Regions from separate parts of the Sus scrofa genome. Here region 2 is linked to region 1. Evidence: chromatin contacts called from public HiChIP or PLAC-seq data. All regions are on one chromosome and are shown on one strand. Each heading gives the region's core, a stretch centred on a gene start, on an enhancer-like site or on the middle of the called end of the contact. The rest is flanking DNA. Distances are from core to core; before and after follow the strand shown. Region 1 holds the start of GRK3 (beta-adrenergic receptor kinase 2). Region 2 holds the start of MYO18B (unconventional myosin-XVIIIb).

Evidence for each region. HiChIP or PLAC-seq counts read pairs in DNA pulled down with a chosen protein or histone mark.
Region 2: a contact with region 1 is called in an H3K27ac HiChIP or PLAC-seq map of skeletal muscle. The contact joins the promoter of MYO18B here to the promoter of GRK3 in region 1. A contact is called at or near these places in 3 of 47 Hi-C or Micro-C datasets (embryonic fibroblasts, fetal heart ventricle and skeletal muscle) and 2 of 2 datasets of contacts at active chromatin or transcription factors (alveolar macrophages and skeletal muscle).

What each region holds. Positions count from the first base shown.
Region 1 is chr14:43,303,530-43,306,723 of Sscrofa11.1, reverse strand. It overlaps GRK3 (beta-adrenergic receptor kinase 2), which reads right to left and starts at 1,469. Exons shown (of 21, transcript XM_001924379.7): 1 at 1,239-1,469. The coding sequence starts at 1,351. LOC110256814 (vegetative cell wall protein gp1-like) reads left to right here and starts at 1,350. Exons shown (of 2, transcript XM_021073681.1): 1 at 1,350-1,621; 2 at 1,755-2,067. The coding sequence starts at 1,350. The coding sequence ends at 2,067.
Region 2 is chr14:43,465,805-43,469,163 of Sscrofa11.1, reverse strand. It overlaps MYO18B (unconventional myosin-XVIIIb), which reads right to left and starts at 1,341. Exons shown (of 44, transcript XM_021073682.1): 1 at 1,276-1,341; 2 at 599-671; 3 at 514-596. The coding sequence starts at 1,341.

The sequences.
Region 1 (3,194 bases), core at 220-2,719:
TTGGTTTAGATTCCAATATTTCACAAAAATGCCATGGTCTCAAACTCACCACAAAGGAGATGCCTCTTTTTATCAACTCCACCAAGAGCTCTTTAGCATCAAGAAGCCACATACTCCGTACAACTCATAATAGTGTCAATTAGGAAAAAATCCAACCCTAATCCTTGGGCACACTATTTGAAACTCACTATTAATCCGATGTGTGATCTTTTCTGGGGTGGTGCTAATGATATGAACTAATCATGTCTTTTTACTACTTCATCAATAATAAATCATTTTTGAGCTAAAATGACAACTTGGTATGGACCTCACCCGAGCCCCTTGCAATCCAATCAGGCCCTTCTTTGGTAATTTAAACAACAAATTCTTTCTAAAATCACTCATTCAACGTGCATTTTTAAGTGAGCCCCGTTTCCACCTTTTTACAAAGTGTCCGCTTGCAAGTTGAGGAAAGCCGCTCAAGAGACCCAAAATATAAAAAAACCTGGTGGGTGGGAATCCACTCCCTGTTGCCTGGGGGCACAAAAGAGAAAAGGGATGCAGGGAGCTGACTGGACTGGTGGACCTCAAGGGGAGCAAGCACAGAAAATAGCAACTGAAGTACGCGGAGTAAACGGCAAACCGCCTGCACTCCCCAGCTCGGGCACCCAGAGGGAGCTGAAGAGAGAACGGAGTTGCAAAGGGGAACAGCAGGACGAACCAGGGAAGGAACGACCAGGATGGAACACTAGGGAAAGACGGGCATGGGGCAAGCAGAGATGGGGCAGGCGGGGGACCATATGTTGGGGCTAGAGGGGAGAAAAGGGATGACAGTGGGATAGGGATAAGGATGGGGCTGGAAGGACAAGCCTGGGGGAGGAGGAAACCACAGCAATGAAACAGGGAGAACCACAGGGATGGGACTGGACCGAGAGACTGGGATGGGACAGGAAGGGGGGAAAGAGATGGAGCTCGTCCAGCGAAGTCACAACCACATCATAGCAACCCCTCGCTGGGGCGCTCGCGGTGCGCTGCACACGCCGCGCCGGGCGCTTTATCCCGGAGTCCGCCCGACAGCCCTCCGATGCCCCATTTCAGAGGCGGGAACGGCGAGGCCAACCCCGTAGCGCCCGCTCCCCGAGGTCGCCGGCCGGGGGACAGCAGCGCCTGAGCGCCCGACCCTCCCGGACACAGGGGGTCGCTGGCGGCCGCAGGGGGGCGGATACGAAGGGGTCGGCGCGGGCCCGGGAAGCCGGTACCTGGGCTCGGGCAGGACGATCTTCTTGCTGGCACGGGCAGCCGGGGTCGCCTTGCTCTTCTCCATCGCCATCAAGTAGCTGACATCGGCCAGCACGGCCTCCAGGTCCGCCATGTTGGCGAGCGGCGGCGGCGGCGGCGGCGGCGGCTCCTCGGGACCCGGACGGGACGCGCTCCCGCCGCCGCCGCCCGCCTCGCCCCGACGTGGGGGGCCGCCCCGGGGCAGCCCCCCCGCGCGCGCTCCCGCGCGCCGCGCGCCCCCCCGCGCGCCTCCGCCCGCCGCGCGCCCCGTGTCCGGCTCAGCGCCCCGCAGCCTGGTGCCCGCCCCGCCTCCTGCGCGCGCCGCTCGCAGCCCCGCGCACGCGCCGCCGCCCCCGCCCCTTCCGTGAGGGTCGGCAGGGAGCGCGCGCCCCTCGGCCAGTGCCCCCAGGCCCCCGGGCTGAGCAGCCTGGCCTGGCCCTGCCCACCCTTCGCCGCCTGACCCAGTCCCTGTAGGCACCGTTCCGCCCTCCCCTCAGAGTGGCCACGGGGGACTTCCTCTCCTCCTCCTCTCTCTTCTCCCGACTTCCCGCCCGCCGCTCCCGCCGCTCTCACGCCCCCTCTCCCCTGGGACCTCTGCGAGCCCGGGGCGCCCCGGACCCGACGCCTACCACCCAAGGGAGGTCTCTGTGCCCCGGAGACGTCAGTTCTCAAACTGGACAGTGTCCATCAGCATCCTCCAGGAGGTCTGGGGTGGCCCCAGAAATGCATGTGCCCACCTGTCCCGCCCAGGTGCTGCTGAAGCCGTGGTCCCGGTCACCCTTGAACAGCGCTCCGCAGACCGGCCCCTAAGCCTCAGTTCTGACCCTGAAAACCGCCCCTCCGCCCCCGGGCCCCGGCCCCCAGCCCCGTAAACTCAGAAAAGAGAAATCTAACAGCTGGAATAGGGTACTTGTCTCAAGCTAAGCAGGGCAAAATGAGGTGAGAGCTCCCTCGTGGGAGCGGAGCTGCCCTTAGGAGCCCACTGGTGGATGAGCTGTCTGCCCAAGGGTGGTCTCTGCTCCCTTGCCCGCAAAGGTTTGAGTTTAGATGTTAAAATGTTCCCTGAGAACTAGAATTATTCTTGCTCTTGTGGTTTTACCATCAATTCAAGAAACAATTAGGGGAGCCCTACTGTGAGCACAGATCCACCACAAGGGTGATATAGGGAAGTAGAAGAGGTGGAGGCCAAACACCCAGGCAGGAGGGAATTTCCAGCTTCCTGATCCTCAGTCTGGAGTGGGTGTCTGGAGTCACCACTGCCCCTGTGGGCCTGGGGTTTTCATTTACTTCTTATTTTTTTCACAGTGGTACACACAAGTCCACAGTCAGAACCATCACTCCTGCCAGAGTGATGTTAAGGGGTCCCCAGGAAGTCTTACAAAGACATAAGCTGAGAATCAGTGGATCAAAATATATATATATATACTTTTAATTCATCCCCTCTGGTCACATTGCACCAAGAGCCTCGACTTTCCTAGGATTTGAGTAAATGTTCTGTCAATAGTTTACCTGGTCAACAGAGTTCACCAGAAATGGTTAAGGACATTAAATGTAATGTCACAGCAGAAGCAGCCTGATTTGGTCATATAAGAAGCCTGCTCTCTTTTGTTCTCTTCTCTTACCACCCCCCTTCATCTTTTTCCTGTATGCCTGCCATCACAATTGGCTGCTTTAACCAGATGTTTCTCAAGATCTAAGGCACAATATTCAGTGAAGTTGTCCAGAAAAGGACAAGAGGGGTGTAAGAAATAAGCACACAACTCAAAGGAGTTTGGTCAGGCAGCAGAAAGCCAAAATGATGAGGGGACACAAAATACACCAATGAGACAAAGATTTGCATGAGCCAAATACCAAACTTTCATCTTCCACCCACTTTTTTTTTTGCCAAAAAACAGGAACACAGAATGTCTTGTCAAAGGTCACCCCAAGAGGAGGGG
Region 2 (3,359 bases), core at 92-2,591, 160 kb before region 1:
CTTTTCTGCTTAAATGAAAGTGAACTAACTATACATCCTGAGCTAATACTTAGGTTTCTCTTTTCACAAAAGTAGTGGTAAAATGATCCCCATCATACATCAACTGATATCATTCATTCATTCAACAAAAATTTTTAATTCACTATGGGCCTATTATGGGCCAGGTTTTATAAGCTGCTCAAGATACAGAGTCCAATAAGAAAGAGTTGCTCTTAAGGACTTCCTAGTCAAATGAGTTATATGATCAAGTAATTACTATGCTGACCACAATCAAGGCAGGCATAGCAGGTGGAGTGGGAATTAGAGGACGGCAGGCAATGGGAAAGCTTTCCAGAAATTAAAATTTGAACTGGGTTTTGAAGGATGCATAGGAGCTCAACAGATCATGCTGAAGGTAGGACACTCCTCAAAGTGGGGACGGCAGGAATAAAAACAAGTGACGGGTGACTCAGAGGAGGCTCACAGGACACGATGGTACTGAGGTTACCTGGTGCCCTTCTTGTGGACACTTACCTCCCGTTCCGGAGAGGCAAGTGCTGCCTGCTTCCTCCGCCTTGCCTCCTTGGACTCTTTCTCAGTCTCCCGGACCAGCTGCTAATGAAGCCCCCTGGGATGACAGAAAAAAGGGGAGGGGGCGAGGATGGTGGAGGGCTCTTGTCCTCTTCCCGAATCTGTTTTGCAGAAGCAAGGAAAGAGAAAGCTCAGTGAATGAACCAGCAGGACAAGTTGCCCTTTAAAGAGCCTGTGATGGAGCCAGGGAGGAGGCCAGAGGACATACATGAGCAAGCCCATGTGTGAGAGGTCATAGCAAAGCAGGCGGGGCTCTGGGAAGCCTCAAGACAGCACATGACAGTGGAATGCACAGCTCCAGAGGCCCCTCTAGTTACTGCAATCTCTGCCCGGACAGTTTCATGATAGAGCTTGGATGATCAAGGCCACTGGTTCCCTTCCTTGGTGTGGGACAGACCCACCTCTGGGAAGACCTGTTCCAAAAGGAGCCTTTCTGGTTTCCAAGGAGATGATCACAGGGAACCATTCTCCTGCCCCATTTCAGCTTACAGTTAATATACCAGATTAAGTGATTCATCCATCATTCTAATCACTTTCTGTATGCCAGGAGCACAGTAAGGGAGGGAAGGGCTTCTAGACATGGTTTGGAAGGATCCAGCCCTAGGGTTCCAGCCCACTCAGCTGACCCCATGCTGTGCCTTCCTGATGGTCTTTAAACCAGGATCCGGGCAGCCAGGGGCTCCACAACACTGGGCTTTAAAGCACCAGAAACATGGTCCAGGACAGAGCTGGCTGGACCTGAGCTGCAGCTGAGACTCTTTCATCGGCCATAGCGATCTTTGGGTCTGGTACTGGCTGTGGAACATGAGAGTATCTTTAACCAGCATAACTGTGATGGCACATAAGTTTTGAAAAATTTTTTTAAAAAGTGCTTTTTATAGCAAGCTACATGCTGGTTTAAAATAAGCTCCTTATCAAAGTCCTATTCACAGGCTGGCACTGATAAAAGGGGACCTCTGTAGCGCACTGATAAAAGGAGCATCCAAAGGAGATAGGAAAGGCCAGGAGATAAAGCAGAGGCCAGGAGATAAGGCAGACTTCTCCCCATGAGGAGAGAAGCAAGGGACACAGGAGGCTGGGCTCACACTTACACCACACCTCTCCCTCTCGGTATGTACAGAAACCACAGAGGCAGCCAGGAGGCAGCCAGAAAGAAGCTTCTCAACCCCTCTACCCTTTAGCCTCCGATTTATCAAATCATGTGCACGAGCATGGGATGAGGGGTGGAGGAGCTCACAGGCATCAAAGAAAGCAGCAGCTCTTCATGGAATCTTGTGAGAAATACAAAAGGGAAAAGAGCATCACTGGAAAGGAGGGCCCGCCTTCAGTTCTCCATGGTGACAGAGGCAGGAACCACAGAAACGCATCCCCATAGCATAGACCTGCCTGCCAACAGCTATGCCTCCCCGCCGTGCTCTCCCCTCCACCTTCCCCACTCATCAGAGCTGCATGAGGTTGGAGCCAGGACAGCTGGTCTACCCTCATTCCTCTGCCACCTGCTGAGGAACCAGCAATGACCAGCAGCCAAGGGAAGGAAGGCACAGTCACTGATGCCTGGCTGAGCTGGAGCAGCCATGGCTATCCCAGGCAGAAGATGGAAGGGGTCTGTATATGCCCCCAGGGAGGCTCTGGATGGCAGAATCCCTGAGGTGGGAGGAGGCTGCCTGGCCACCAGGGCTGTGACTTATCCTTGGAGAGTCCGGGTGTTCCCTGCGGCTGCAGCCCAAGCCCTGAGCGTTACTTTCCTTCTGCTCCCACAGGGCGAGGCGTGATGAGATGGCCATGCTGAGGCAATGTCAGGACTGTGAGATGAGATGAGATGAGATGAGTTGAGAGACTGAGATGGAGCTCTCTGCCAGACAGCACAGAATGTGACTCTATGGACACACGCAGCGCATGAGGTGACGGATACGAGACGGACCATGGAGACAGTGGGGAGAGAAGAGAGAGACAGGTTAGCACACGGGCATTGCCTGGCTCCCACCCCAACCAATGCCATGAACCAAGACCACATAGCTGGGCACAACTCACTGTCATCTACATCCAGGAGGAATGTGGTCAGCATGGAGCTGCTGGACATGGAGTGAACAGTGCCCTGAAATCCTTGTCCCCTGACACTCTTTTTCTTGACAAACACAATCAGAACATAACTATGTAACCAGGACCCTGACCACATGAAAACTAATCATTTTAAACTTTTAAAATACAAACATGATTTTATTTGAAGTATATTAAGGAGGTCCCGTTGTGGCACTGTGGAAATGAATCTGACTAGGAACCATGAGTTGCGGGTTCGATCCCTGGCCTCATTCAGTGGGTTAAGGATCCAGTGTTGCCGTGAGCTGTGGTATAGGTCAAAGACAAGGCTTGGATCTGGCATTGCTGTGGCTGTGGCGTAGGCCAGCAGCTGTAGCTCCAATTAGACCCCTAGCCTCCATATGCCAAGGGTACAACCCTAAAAAGACAAAAGACAAAACTAAATAAATAAATAAATAAAAGTATATTAAATTTGGAGTTCCCCTTGTGACTCAGTGGTAACGAACCCGAGTAGTATCCATGAGGATGCAGGTTCAATCCCTGGCCTCACTAAGTGGGTTAAGGATCCAGTGTTGCTGCTCAGTGGTGTAGGTCAAAGACTTGGCTCAGCTCTGACATGGCTGTGGCTGTGATATAGGCCCACAGCTGCATCTCTGATTCAACTCTTAGCCTGGGAACTTCCATATGCCGCATATGCAGCCCTAAAAACACAAATATGTATATATAATTTAAATTATAGTATTATTGAATAA